2 separate regions of the Mus musculus genome follow, and region 1 is linked to region 2. A link is a contact called in public promoter capture Hi-C data. All regions are on one chromosome and are shown on one strand. Each heading gives the region's core, a stretch centred on a gene start, on an enhancer-like site or on the middle of the called end of the contact. The rest is flanking DNA. Distances are from core to core; before and after follow the strand shown.

What was found. Promoter capture Hi-C pulls out the DNA fragments that hold promoters and counts their contacts.
Region 1: a promoter capture Hi-C map of embryonic stem cells shows a contact between it and region 2, with 3 times the contacts expected there. The contact joins the promoter of Gpx1 here to the promoter of 4930447F24Rik in region 2. A contact is called at or near these places in 10 of 39 promoter capture datasets (the 3T3-L1 cell line, cranial neural crest, embryonic stem cells and 6 more), 1 of 484 Hi-C or Micro-C datasets (the G1E-ER4 cell line), 5 of 115 datasets of contacts at active chromatin or transcription factors (bone marrow-derived dendritic cells, fetal liver, memory CD8 T cells and 2 more) and 1 of 9 other capture datasets (adipose tissue).

The regions. Positions count from the first base shown.
Region 1 is chr9:108,336,930-108,344,317 of GRCm38.p6, reverse strand. It overlaps Gpx1 (glutathione peroxidase 1), which reads right to left and starts at 5,238. Exons shown (of 2, transcript NM_008160.6): 1 at 4,760-5,238; 2 at 3,976-4,541. The coding sequence starts at 5,005. The coding sequence ends at 4,182. Rhoa (ras homolog family member A) reads right to left here. Exons shown (of 6, transcript NM_016802.5): 6 at 6,375-7,388.
Region 2 is chr9:108,128,334-108,135,753 of GRCm38.p6, reverse strand. It overlaps 4930447F24Rik (RIKEN cDNA 4930447F24 gene), which reads right to left and starts at 2,036. Exons shown (of 3, transcript NR_126078.1): 1 at 1,964-2,036. The region is part of intron 2 of Bsn (bassoon); the gene reads left to right.

The DNA.
Region 1 (7,388 bases), core at 3,989-6,488, 210 kb before region 2:
TGTCTGAGTCATAGGAGAGCCTTTTTTTTTCTGAGACAGGGTTTCTCTGTGTATCCCTGGCTATCCTGGAACTCACTGTGTAGACCAGGCTGGCCTTGAACTCAGAAATCCACCTGCCTCTGCCTCCCAAGTGCTGAAATTAAAGGCATGCGACACCACTGCCCAGCTAGGAGGTAGGTCCATTCTTAACAAAAGAAAAGTATACAAATAAATAGACATACACCAACCCACCAAGAGACAATTCTGCACTCTATCTGGGAGGCCAACCTTGATAGTTTCTTGTATAAAAGCTCTCTGAGGGAGAGGAGCTGGCTAGGTGGCTCAGCAGATAAGAGCACTTGTTTTTTAGTATGACCTGGGTTTGATTCCCACCACCACTCATATGAAGGCTCACAACTGTGCATAACCACACTTCCAAGGGATCCAGATCTGACCTCCTTAGACACCAGGCCTGCTCATCCATTCAGGCAAAACACTCCTACCCATTAAAGAAAAGAAAAGAAAAGAAAAAAAAAATCTCATACACATAAAAATTAAATTTTTTTCCAAGACAATGTTTTTCTGTGTAGCCCTGGCTGTCCTGGTACTTGTTCTGTAGACCAGGCTGGCATGGAAATCAGAGTTACCTGCCCCTGCCTCCTGAATCCTGGGATTTAAAGTGTGTACAACCACAAGTGACAGTGGGTCCTCCTTAGTAATAAAACCACAGTGCTGTGAGAAGGCTAGAACTGGGCTGAGATGACGGATACTCAGAAAGCTAAAAGGACCCAAAGCTCAAGGCCAGACTGAGCTACAGAGTCCATTCAAGCCCCGCCTAAGCAATTAATAAGATCCTATCTCAAAAATAATCAGAAGACACAATTCACTGGTACAACACCAACCATGCTGCACGCCCTGGATTCAGTCCCCAGCCAGTTTCTATCCCTTCCTGCTGCATACACCTCTCTCTCTCTCTCACACACACACACACACACACACACACACCTCTCACACACCTCTCTCCCTCACACACACACATCTCTCTTTCTCACACACACACACACACACACACACACACACACACACACACATACATCTCTCACACACCTCTCTCCCTCCCTCACACACACACATACCTCTCTCTCTCTCTCTCTCTCTCTCTCTCTCTCTCTCTCTCACACACACACACACACACACACACACACACACACACACACAGAGGAGTAAGATGAATCTGAGTGTGGTAATGTGCTAGTCAGTGCCCGCAATGCCAGTTACCTGGAAAGCTAGGCAGAGGAACTGACAGTTCAAATCCATCCTGAGCTACATTAAGGCTAGCCATTGCTACAGAATGAGACCTTTTTTTAAAAGAACAAAAACAAAAAGAGTAAAAACATAAAACAAGCCTGTGATTTAGGTCTGTGGCAGAGTACTTGCCCCATATGCCTAAAGTACTGGGCTCCATCTTTGGTACTACAGAATGAAAGCCTTTAAAAACATTATGAATTACAAACCATTACCATTAATCTTGTTTTTATGGAAGAAGAAAGCCGTTGCCAGCATTAACTCAGAGCCTACATCAGAGGGCGGCAGCTTCCTTTTCTTTTTTTAGTTGTTTCATCTACACCATTTATGGTAGTTTTAAGGAAGTAGGGCATGTCCTCAGAACTAACAAAAAAACGAGGAAGCTAATTTTTACCAAAGTGATAAATTGTTGTTTGGGGAACTCCATTAGGAGGGATGAAGCAATTTGATCAAAGGTTAATCGTACCAGAGCATCTGACCTCATTTGACAGTCATTTTGACAAATAAACAGAAACAGCACTTTTGCTAGAATTGCTAAAATGGAGGTTTTTGAACCTAGTTAAGTAACCACAGGGCACATTGGCTTCTCAGAAGGTCTATGACCTAATGCAAGTTCCCAAAGCAAACAAACAGTACCCTACAGTCATGTCGACCAGAGGCCAGGCCCTCCAAGAGCTCAATGGGATAATGGGATTCCAGTTTCATTTGTTTGGACTGCTGAGTCAGGAGGTGGGCACAGGGCAAAGCCAGAAGCAGTTACAAAGGTGACTGTTTCTGTGAATTTTATTTATTTCCTCTCTCTCTCTCTCTCTCTCTCTCTCTCTCTCTCTCTCTCTCTTTCTGTCTCTCTCTGTTGGTTGGTTTGAAATCTTGGGAAAGTACTGAACTGGAAATGGGCATAATTCTGTGTCTGAAGACAGGATTGGAAAAGTTTCCTGTGAGTGAGGCTCCTGCCTGCAGTCTGAGGAGGAATGCTCCCCACCCCTTCAGCTGTGTTCAGGCTTAGAACTTCCCATTCCCTGCAGCCCAAGGCCTTAACTAATAGGGAAAAATGGTGGGTGAGGGAGGGTGAGTCACCACACAGCCAGAGGGAAAGAGGCTGAAGTCTGCAAGGTCCTGGGTTCCCTCCCACCCCTAACCATACTGGTTCAGCACACTGAGAGGCCACTAAGTGCAGACTTCTCAGGTAAGTAGCTTTAAAGGGTTTCTAGAACAGCAGTTAAAAACATATTAAACATATTAAAGACATTAGAACATGTTAAAACATTGCTTTGAAAAAGTTTCCCTTAATCTCTGCACTCAGGAGGCAGAGGTGGAGGAAGGCAGATCTGTGAGTTCAAGGCCAGACTATACAATGATCTATACAATGAATTCTTGGCCAGCCAGGGCTACATAAGAAAACTCTGTCAAAAAAAGGAAAAACAAATGTGTATATTTTTGTGTATACTTGGTTGTCCATATCCATATTTCCAGCACTTAGGCAGTGGGCAGGCAGGTGGATCAGGAGTCTGAGGACAGACCTGATCTCCGAAAGAAGCAAAAGTAAACTAACAGGGGACATAGTGGCTCTCACCTGTAATCCCAGCAATTGGTGGAGATAGGAGGATGTTATTACAGGCTGGCCAGCATGATGACAGTCATCATAGCAATCAAGAGACAGAGCCAGAATTGCTGGGAGCTGGGGGTCACCTTGAGCTACAGTCTTAAAACAACCAAGGGCTATGGACATGGTTCAGCGGTAAAAGCATTACATGGCATCTGTAACGCGGTATATTTCCTCCCCACCTAACTGCATGCACACATAACCGCTTGTTTAGAACCACGGGATATGTTTCTGAGTTGGTTCAGGAGTAAGAGGCCCTTAAAGTCACCAATTAGGCACACATACCAGGATGGCAATAGCCTGTAGACCACTCTAGATTGCTTCATACTACCCACAAGTCTCTGGATTCATGTTCCTAAGAAAACAACTGAACCTAGTTACTGCAGAGTGTCTGGGAGGTTATGATAAGAAACAGCTCCAGGTGTGTCTTGAGATATTTAAAGGGTGGGGCCCAAGCAGTAGCTGTTGGCCTTTAAGATATGTATGTTTTAAGATATGTCCTATTCTAGGCCCAAATGTGTAAACTTGCAAGGTTTGACAATCATTTTTTCTGCCTCAAGTAGGCCCAGGCTGGTCTCAGGACACACACCCCCCACCCCTCCTGCCACACACTCTACACCTGCCTTCCACCTTTTCCGTCGGAATCTCACAACACCCAGCATAAATTAAGGCACTGAGTAGCAGTGTGGGTTCATGCAGCAAAGAGAAGCTGGTAACACTGTGCAAGGCTGTTGCAGCTGTGCAAAACAGACTTCTGTGGGCAAAGATCTAGATTTCTAGAGTCTTGTGTGAACAGGGGCACACAGTCACTTCCTCATCCACCAAAAACTCAGAAAGGAGAAGTTCACGTTTGGGGTTAGGGTGGCCTTAACCGTTAGGCAGTCTGCCCTTGTCTACTGGCTTCCTCCTTCTGGAGTATGGCCTCTGCTGTAACGGCGACTCAAGACTGACCTTAACCATGTCCTGGGACAGGGAGAAAGAAAAGCATAAGGGGCGGGGAAAGGGACGTTTAGGCTCTGGGATTGAGTTCCTTATCCCTGACTATGAGGCTATCCAAAAGGTGACAATGACACAGGACACACAAACAATTCTGATATTCAGCACTTTATTCTTAGTAGTGAAACCACCTTTCATTAGGTGGAAAGGCATCGGGAATGGATGGGACCAGCGCCCATCTGAGGGGATTTTCCTGGAAATCAGGTGTTTCTCCGTGCAAATTTAGAGGAAACACCATCATGGAAGAACCGCCCCCCAGAGTGCAGCCAGTAATCACCAAGCCAATGCCAGGGCCGCCTTAGGAGTTGCCAGACTGCTGGGACAGCAGGGTTTCTATGTCAGGTTCGATGTCGATGGTACGAAAGCGGCGGCTGTACCTGCGCACGGGAACACCGTCGGGGCCCACCAGGAACTTCTCAAAGTTCCAGGCAATGTCGTTGCGGCACACCGGAGACCAAATGATGTACTTGGGGTCGGTCATGAGCGCAGTGGGGTCGTCACTGGGTGTTGGCAAGGCATTCCGCAGGAAGGTAAAGAGCGGGTGAGCCTTCTCACCATTCACTTCGCACTTCTCAAACAATGTAAAATTGGGCTCGAACCCGCCACCAGGTCGGACGTACTTGAGGGAATTCAGAATCTCTTCATTCTTGCCATTCTCCTAGGGAAGACAAAGGCATTTATTTATGTGCTAGGATTTCGGAAAGAATGTGCTTTTTAACTGCAAAACAGAGGTTTCCCGATGAGTCACCAGGAAGTTGCCCTCCTTGTATAACCGAGGATAGGCCTGCATTCCAGCTGTAGTACCAGAGGAGAAAGTAAGCGGTGTCCCGCCCGTGGGAGCCTAGAGCCCAAGGCCACCCATCTCGCCCCATATACCTGGTGTCCGAACTGATTGCACGGGAAACCGAGCACCACCAGTCCACGAGGTCCCAGACGCTTCTGCAGATCGTTCATCTCGGTGTAGTCCCGGATCGTGGTGCCTCAGAGAGACGCGACATTCTCAATGAGCAGCACCTTGCCCCGCAGGGAGCCCAGGCTCACAGGCTCCCCGCCCGTCAGCGGGCGCGCGGAGAAGGCATACACGGTGGACTGTGCCGCCGCGGAGAGCCGAGCAGCACACATACTGGAGATGTTGGGACTCAAACGTGGAATCCGTACTAGCGCTCACAGGGCCCTGCACCTCCTTTTAACTGGATGGTGCTGAGATCACGTGGCATCGCTTTCTTTCCGGCTGGCAGCCAGCTCTAAGTCTCAGGGTCCCGCCTTATCCGGCCTCTACCCTCCCCCCATCGAGGAACAGGGAAGAGGGTGCGGCCGGGCTAAAGCGCCTGGAGGTGCCTAGGGCGGGTCTGGTCTAGCTCCTGTAGCACTAGTCTGGAAGGAAGCTGCTTGCTTAGGCGGGGATCTTCCAGCTCTGTCTTACTCAACCGTTTCTTAATTAGTCTAGAGTCCCGCCTAGGAAGATGGCCTCTGGCAATAACAACGGCTAAAGCAGCTCACGCACAGCTCCCTTATATTGTGTAACTTTACCCACACGTTTCTAGTCATAAGGTTATAGGGTTTTAAAAACATAAGTTTAATTACACTTATTGTTTAATTAAATCGAAGGAGCATGCATGTTGAGGTCAGAGTTGGTTCTCTCCTTCCACTCGGTGATAATTTGGGAATTGAACTCAAGAGGAGCTGCGTCGCATCAGGTGGCCAGTGTTTTGTTTCTGAGACAAGGTCTCTACAGAGCCCTGGCTCGCCTGGAACTCCAAGTGCATGTTTTCGTTTTGTTTTGTCTTGGGGGGTGTCTCCATCTCATCAGTGTTTCTGTATGCAGTCTTGGCTGTACTAAGGCTTGTTCAGTAGCCCAGGCAGGCCTAGAACTCAAGAGATTTACCTGTCTCTTTGCTTTCATCCCGAGTGCTGGTACTAAAGGCTTGTACCACCCATGCCTGACTTTTTTTTAGTAGCACTAACAGCGCTATCAAAGGCAATTTCTTTTGGTTGTTTTTGTAAGGGTGGACAGCAGTGCAGGACTCCCTGCTCCAGACTCTAACCTAGCTCCTCTCAGAACACGTGCTTCTAGTGGTCCTAGATTCCTGCCCCCAGTGCAGTTTGGTCTTAGTCCAGAAAACCCAGCCCCTCATGTCCCCTCTATGACATTCCACTCCACTTTTTTTTTTTTTTTTTTTTTTTGTCTTTTTTAGACAGGGTTTCTCTGTATATCCCTGGCTGTCCTGGAACTCACATTGTAGACCAGGCTGGCCTCGAACTCAGAAATCCACCTGCCTCTGCCTCCCGAGTGCTGGGATGAAAGGCCTGCGCCACCACACCCGGCTTCCACTCCACTTTTTAGATTTGAACGTGTCACAGGGAAACCACTTCCATGTTCTTGGGAGGAGACAAAAGGTTAGTCTAGAAGAGGGAGGGAGTAGGAGGAGCTGGTGCCATTCAAGAAGCCTCTCCAGGGGAGTCTTTCCGGCGAAAGCAACACACAAGAGAATACAGGAAATTTAGAAAACTGCCTTTATTCTATTAGTTGGAAAAATTAACTGGTACAGAAAAATGTTTAGTCAGCTGGAGAGAAGAGACCCCCCCACCCCCACCCACTGCCACCCATAAGAACTGGTGGCTCCTCTGGGAGGCAACTTGGATACAGTGTGGAGAAAGGAGCACTGTGACTTAGAGCCAGACCCTGCAGTCCAGGTGAGAAAGGCTATGCCACCTCCAAAGTATAACTGCCTCAGGCGGGAAACCAAATTCCTACTTAGTCCAGTCTGGAAAGGGGTACTAGAATGATATATAGGGCTGAATAAGGGATATGGCCATATTTTATCAGAGAAAGTGACAAAATGGGAATTTTAAAAATGAATTCTTCCATCTGACTTTATTTCCAAATACACTTTCTTAAAAAAAAAAAAAAAAAAGAAAAAAAGAAAGAAAGAAAGAAAAAGAAAAGAAGCAATACACTTTCTGTGGGAATGACAAATATCAGTATTAGGAAATCCAATTATACAAAAAATACTACATCTAGTCTGGGGTAGATATATTTATTTTTTGGTAACATACATTAAGTGGCACTAATTACACAGTAACTATAAGGTAACTAACATGAGACCACAGAACTGTAACTCTGCAACAGCTGCGTGGACTTGGGCCTTTCTGGCTGAGCAAGATTTCAAAAAACTGAATACCCACCCCAGAGCTCTGGCAATGGAGTCTGTTAACAAGGAAAGCTCTGAAGTAGTGACTCACCAGAGTTCTTGCAGTTGACAGAAAGTAGGCAGGACATGTTAGTTATAAAGTAGTTACAGCCTAATTCACAAAAGTTACCAACTGTTTCTCTTTCTAGAAAGAAGCAAGAAGTTAAGAAATTCTTTGAATTAGCGCCTGGTGTCAGGTGGAGTGCAGAGAGGGCTGTTAGAGCAGTGTCAGAAGGACCCTGGCTGGTCAGACAGGTTGGACATTATTAATAATCGTGGTTGGCTTCTAAATACTGGTAGCAAGATGACTTCTG
Region 2 (7,420 bases), core at 787-3,286:
TCTTCTTCTTCTTCTTCTTCTTCTTCTTCTCCTTCTTCTCCTTCTCCTTCTCCTTCTCCTTCTCCTTCTCCTTCTCCTTCTCCTTTTCCTTCTTCTCCTCCTCCTCCTTCTTCTCCTCCTTCTCCTCCTCTTCCTCCTCCTCTGTTCTTCTCCTACCAGGGGTGTGAGGGCTGCTAGCCCAAACCCAGACAGGGTTTCTCTGTTTTACCCTGGCTGGCCCAGAGATAGATTCACTTCAAACTCCACTTGAGAAAATTACCAGGCTGATGAGATGGCTCAGCAGGTAAAGCCACTTGATGCCAAGCCTGACAACTTGAGTTCAGCCCCCAGGAGCTGCATGGAGGAAGGGCAGAAATTGTTCTTTGATCTCCAAACACAAGCCATGACAACACACACACAAAGACACCACAGAGACAGACACACACATAGACACACATAAACACACATAAACACACACAGACACACACAAACACACACAGACAGACACAAATACAGACACAGACATACAGACAGACACACAGACAGACACACAGACAGATACACATACAGACACACATACATACACACACACATACACACAGAGAGACAGACAAACACACAGACACAGACAGACACACAGACACACATAAAGACACACACAGACACATACAGACACACATAGACAGACACACACATATACACATACACACAGACACATGCATACACACACACACACACACACACACACACACAGACACATAGACAGACACACATACACACAGACACACACACACACAGAGTAAACAAAGAAAACTGTTTGAAAATGTAAATAAAACACTAGAGGAAAGAGTATGGTCAGGACCTTATCTACTCCAGGCTTAGCCGTTGCTGAGGCAGAGGCAGAGGCAGAGGCAGAGAGGCAGAGAGGCAGAGAGGCAGAGAGGCAGAGAGGCAGAGAGGCAGAGAGGCAGAGAGGCAGAGAGGCAGAGAGGCAGAGAGGCAGAGAGGCAGAGAGGCAGAGAGAGAGGCAGAGAGAGAGGCAGAGAGAGAGGCAGAGAGAGAGGCAGAGAGAGAGGCAGAGAGAGAGGCAGAGAGGCAGAGAGAGAGGCAGAGAGGCAGAGAGGCAGAGAGGCAGAGAGGCAGAGAGGCAGAGAGGCAGAGAGGCAGAGAGGCAGAGAGGCAGAGAGGCAGAGAGGCAGAGAGGCAGAGAGGCAGAGAGGCAGAGAGGCAGAGAGGCAGAGAGGGAGGCAGAGAGGGAGAGAGGCAGAGAGGGAGAGAGGCAGAGAGGGAGAGAGGCAGAGAGGGAGAGAGGCAGAGAGGCAGAGAGGCAGAGAGAGAGGCAGAGAGGCAGAGAGAGAGGCAGAGAGGCAGAGAGAGAGGCAGAGAGGCAGAGAGAGAGGCAGAGAGGCAGAGAGAGAGGCAGAGAGGCAGAGAGAGAGGCAGAGAGGCAGAGAGAGAGGCAGAGAGGCAGAGAGAGAGGCAGAGAGGCAGAGAGAGAGGCAGAGAGGCAGAGAGGCAGAGAGAGAGGCAGAGAGGCAGAGAGGCAGAGAGGCAGGAGAGGCAGAGAGAGAGGCAGAGAGGCAGAGAGAGAGGCAGAGAGGCAGAGAGGCAGAGAGGCAGAGAGGCAGAGAGGCAGAGAGGCAGAGAGGCAGAGAGGCAGAGAGGCAGAGAGGCAGAGAGGCAGAGAGGCAGAGAGGCAGAGAGGCAGAGAGGCAGAGAGGCAGAGAGGCAGAGAGGCAGAGAGGCAGAGAGGCAGAGAGGCAGAGAGGCAGAGAGGCAGAGAGGCAGAGAGGCAGAGAGGCAGAGGCAGAGGCAGAGGCAGAGGCAGAGGCAGAGGCAGAGGCAGAGGCAGAGGCAGAGAGGCAGAGGCAGAGAGGCAGAGGCAGAGAGGCAGAGGCAGAGGCAGAGGCAGAGGCAGGCAGGCAGGTCTAACTTACTGCCCCCATCCTTAACCTCATGACAAGCCCTGGGCTTGGATGCTTACCGAAGGTGGGTTGTGCAAAGAAGGAAGGGAGCCAATGTAATGGTCTAAGCCTCTCCCTTTAATGTCTGCATCCCACTGCTTCCAGCAAAGGCCAGGACACCAGATGGCCTGGGGGTGGAGCTATGAGCAGCACAGAGTCCTCAGCCCTAGCCAGCAGCCTGTCCCCTTTCCTCTGCCCCATCCAGGCCACACTGCTGTTTGGGCCAGATTCAAATGAGGCACAGGTGTCCTAAAGGCATGGGATGAGGCCTCCTCCAGGAGGAGATGACTACAGTGCTTCCCTCTAACCCTAAATAAAGTGGAAGTGGACCTCCAGGCAGGCTGGGGCAGGAAAGGGATCTTAGCCACCATGTGCCTAGTCCTTAGGCCATTTGCCTTATAGAAGCCCCCCTGATTAAAAAATAACAGCAACAGCAAAACCATTCAGTCAACAGGGGAAAGTCCTCCAAGCTTCTAGGAGCTCTTAGGCAGCCAGCCCTGGTGTTAGAACGCGGCCCCAGGCTGCCTGTTTTCTGGAGACAGGGCCGACCTTAACTGTATCTGTAGGATGGAGAGCAGAGACACGGGAGAGACAAGAGTGCTGTTGCATGGGCTGTTTTGTGGCTGAGGCCATCAGGCATGGAGTGCTGGCACTGAAGAGCCTAGGCATCAACCAAACAGGAATGGGAAGGATCCAGAGCAGAACAATGCAGCTCACCACTAAATCATATATTGTTTTTTTTTAAAGATTTATTTATTTATTTATTTATTATATGTAAAGTACACTGTAGCTGTCTTCAGACGCACCAGAAGAGGGCATCGGATCTCATTACGGGTGGTTGTGAGCCACCATGTGGTTGCTGGGATTTGAACTTCCGACCTTCGGAAGAGCAGTCGGGTGCTCTTACCCACTGAGCCATCTCACCAGCCCTAAATCGTATATTGTTATATGTAAAGCCAAGTGAAACAGGACAGAGACAGTGGAGTAAAGACGGCCAAGAAAAGGGGGGATGAGATGGCTCAGTGGGTAAAGTTACTTGCTGCCAAACCTGATGGACCGAGTTCAACTCCCAGGACCTACAGGGTAGAAGAAAACTGGTTCTTGCAAAAGCTGTGATACATGCCCACACAGGCACACACAGACCCTCAAGTAGTCAGAGCAAACTTGCCAAAAAAAAAAAAAAAAAAAAAAAAAAAAAAAAAAAAAAAAAACCACACACACACACAACCAAGTTGGAGGGGACTGGAGTGATGGCTTTGTGGTTAAGAGCACTTGCTGCTCTTCCAGAGGACCAGGGTTCAGTTCTCAGTACTGGGATCGGGTGGCATAGCTGCCTGTAACTCCAGCTCCTGGAGATTCGATGCCCTCTTCTGCTCTCCACAAGTACTGTGCATGTGCACACACACATAAGAGTAAATAAAAAAAATTTCAAACAAGAAAAAGTGAGATCCTGACTCAAAAAGGTAAATAAACACAAAATCAAGCTAGGCACAGGATGCTCATCTTTAATCCCACCAGTCTCCAGGCAGAGGCAAGCAGATTTCTCAGTTCAAGACCAGCCTGGTCTACAAAGTTAGTGCCAGGACAGCCAGCGCTACCACAGAGAGAAACCCTATGTAAAAAGAGAAAAGGAAAGGAAAGGAAAGAAAGAAAGGAAAAGAAAAAACAAAATCAGAACAACAACAAAACCCCCAAATCTCCCAAATTTCACATATACATTTACATGATTATTATGTCTGTCTGTCTGTCTGCCTCTGTCTCTCTGTGTGTGTGTGTGTGTGTGTGTGTGTGTGTGTGTGTGTGTGTTTCTGGGATTCAACCCAGGGCCTAGGTAGTAGATACTAAGTATTTTGCTAATTAGTTACACTCCAAGCTCAAGATAAAATGATCTTTGTCAAGAAGTACAAGAACTTTGAATGGAGAAAGCCAAATGATGCTGGGAAGGTTGGGTCTCCACAAGCAGTAGAATAAAGCTGGACCCTTACAGCAGCCATACATAACCCTTAACCCAGAGTGAGCGAGACACTTACATATACAAGGTGACGCTGGAAAGCTCTTAAGAAGAAATACAGGACAAGCCCTTCCAACTTTGGACTTGCCTGTGGTTTCTTATCTTAGACACCAAAGGCACAGTCAATAGAGAGAAAGACAGATCAGACTGGATGAAAATTTAAGATGTTTGAGAGAAGGCTGGAGAGATGGGTCAGTGGTTAAGACTGCTCTTCCGAAGGTCCTGATTTCAATTCCCAGCAACCACATGGCGGCTCACAACCATCTGTAACGAGATCTGATGCCCTCTTCTGGAGTGTCTGAAGACAGCTACAATGTACTTTACATATAATAAATAAATAAATCTTTAAAAAAAAAAAAAAGGAAAAGATGTTTGAGAGAAAATAATTGCCAGACTTATACCTAGTAAGTAGTTGATATATCCAGAATATACAAGCAAACCCTACAATCCAACTAAAAGACACTAGGAGAGCAGTGGAGGAGCTCAGCTCTGTGACAGTAGCGTGTCCTTCTCAATACTGCATCATGGGAAAATATAAACCCACAGGAAAGTTGAAAGAATTGTATAAGGAAAACTCTCAGATCTGTTACCTGAATCTTTAATTAGCCTGTGACTCTCCTGGGGTTTTGTTGGGGGGGTGGGAGGTTGTTTTGTTGGTTTTGTCTGGTTTGGTTTGGTTTGGTTTGGTTTGGTTTGGTTTGGTTTGGTTTGGCTTGGCTTGGCTTGGCTTGGCTTTTTGGCTATTTGAGTCAGGATCTCACTATGTAGTCCTGACTGTCCTGGAACCACTCTGTAGACCAGGCTGATATCTGCCTACCTCTGCCTCCCAGTGCTGGGATTAAAGACATACACCACCGTGCATGGTTTTCTCATAACTTTATCATATCTCTGTCCTTCTGTCTTCCTGTCCATCCCTCTGTCTGGTCATCTGTCCATTCATCTAATTTCTTTGTTGGTTTTCAAAGTGTGGTGCAGATACAGTGGACTTCACACCGACCACTGCAGCAGGCGTATCACCGTTAAGTAGGATTCAGTATTTACTGTAGGTTATTTTAGGTAAAATCTACATATGATGACATTTACAGAGTTTAAGTGTACCATTCAGTGAGCTTTGGAGAGCTGGGTCAAGCCCATGGGGACTGTGGATCTTCTGCGGTAACAGTGAAAGTCAGGTCAGTGGTGTCTGGGGGGCAGGAGGCAAGGACTTACGATAAGGAAGGGCCAAGATGACGACACCTGGAAACCAACAAAATTCAAGAGGAGAGACTGGAGCCAGGAGATGAACTCCAACGCTCCTGGGGATTTACAAAAGAGAAGCTTAGGCAAGTTCAAGCAGTGCAGCCTCTCTGGGACTGAGAGGAGTGCGTGGAGAGAGGGAAGAGACCTAAGATCAGCTAGGGTGGGAAGGGAGACTTTCAGAGCCTTCTCAGAGTTCTAGGCTAGTGAGACCTTCCAGCCTCAGGCAATGACTCCATTCTCCACCATCACAGACAGACCCTGAGATTTGGGGCACACTCCTGGAACCCTCCTCAGATCTCTGGGTTGGCACAGGCCCCTTCTGCGGGTCATGTCTGACTGGGTCATATGTTCTTCCCCGTTGTGTTCTGAGGTACCCTCTGTATAGGCTGAGATCACAGCAGACTGGCGAAGCACAAAGAATGGTGGATGGGCAGCAGAGGGTGTTGGATGAGGCAGGTGGTCGCCATTGCTATGTGAATGTCTAGGCCAGCTCAGACACTGGCCTCTCCTTGATCACAGGGGTTATGGGAGTGCTGTCCCTCCTAATGAGACCTGACCAGTGACTCACAGCCCAGAAAGGCCTGGAGTCCTACTGGCATGGGGTCATCCCAGGGACCTCTGGCTTTGGTAGCAGCAGGGGAGTCACATTTATAAGCCACTTCTGTGATGTTTAAAATGGAAAGCACAAATTCAGTACGAGGCATGATGTCAGTGCCGAGTGATCCAGCACTGAATGCTACTCTCCAGCAAGGGCTCGGAGGCAGGTGGCTCTCCACAGGAAGGTGAGCTAAGTGATGGAGATCTGAAGCCCTGTTCTCTGCTACAGAGCCTAGCGGAGGGAAGTGGCCAGAGAACCTGCTTCATCTGGGGCCCTTAGAGCTTTCTGGCAGCCTTTTTCCCTGGGAGCACCCTGTGAGGCCAGGTGTGTCAAATACGCCTGGACCCTACCTGAGACTGATAGACGCTGGTAGGTCATGGGTCACTGAGGTCCTTGTCAGGAGTGATCGTGTTAAAGCTCTTCTCAGGGAAGATGTCTCCTTCCCTTGCTGCCCCCAGGAACCAGTAAAGGAGCAGCCGGGAGTGGCTGCTGCAAACAGATCACTCGGAACCTTCTCATTCAACTCAGGGTCCACAGAACCTGCTGCCTGGTCTTGGGAGGCTACTTAGTTACTCTGCACACTGAACAGTTTGAATAAAGGAACAGATGGGAGACTCTTCTTCCAGATGAAGCCCTCTTGGAGCCAGGGAGCACATGGAGCCATGCCTCTGCAGATCCCAGCATGCTCCTGGTGGAGTGGGCAAGCTGTGGAAAGTCACATACATGCCTGCAGCCTCTGCTGCCACACTCCCAAACTACCTTGACCCTGCGTACCACTCTGAGCCTTCTTCCTCTTTATCGTCTTCAGTCAACACTGGGCTGGGGCTTGGGGAGTTCGTGGAAGAGCCTGCCAACCTTCTGAGATGGTGGGGCGGGCTTCCCTGCTGGAAGGAAGTGTCAGGTTGATGAAAGTTGATGTCATCCACCTCACGGCAGCCCAGGAAGGCACCTCCAGCTCTGCTTTTGGCTCTAAGAGCGTGAGGCAGGCGATGTGCACATCTCTTGGGCAAGTGTCTGGTCAGGACAGCAGGACCCTAAGGGCTTTCTTGTCATGCTAGCAGAAGAATTAGTCCTTCTAATTCTGGTGGACAGCTTAGAGGGTACCTAAGAGTCACAGGCGTCTCCTGGGCTCAGCTTCCTGATGAGGAGTCACGATATGCAGCTAAGGAAGGCTGCAGTTGCCACTGGTCTTGAGGCCAGAGTGTCTCCCACAGCATTGTACCTGTGTACCCTGGTGGACAGGTGGGTGGGGTGCACAGCTGTCATCTCTGTCATGGTAGGGACCTTGGAGAAAGGAGAAGAGGCTAGGACAGGCCTTTCCCAGCAAACCCCTGGGAGGTAGAAAAGAAAGTCTTAGCAAGTTACAGAGAACCCCGTCTGCCAGGGTCCTCCTCGAAAGGCCTCAGGAACAAGGTCCTATCTGCCTAAGCCTGAGCCCGGGAGGGACTGGGGGAGGACACGGTCAAGGCTCCTCGCCGCCGTCTGGAAAAGGCTGGATAGAAATAGCTGCGCCCATCTGGCAGATGAGTCACTGAGGTTTCAGCCATTTCTTGAAGAGGTTCTATTTTAGGTGAGATGCCTGCAGCACAGCCTTGGTGATCGGGGCTGAGGAAAGGGAGGCGCTGGTGC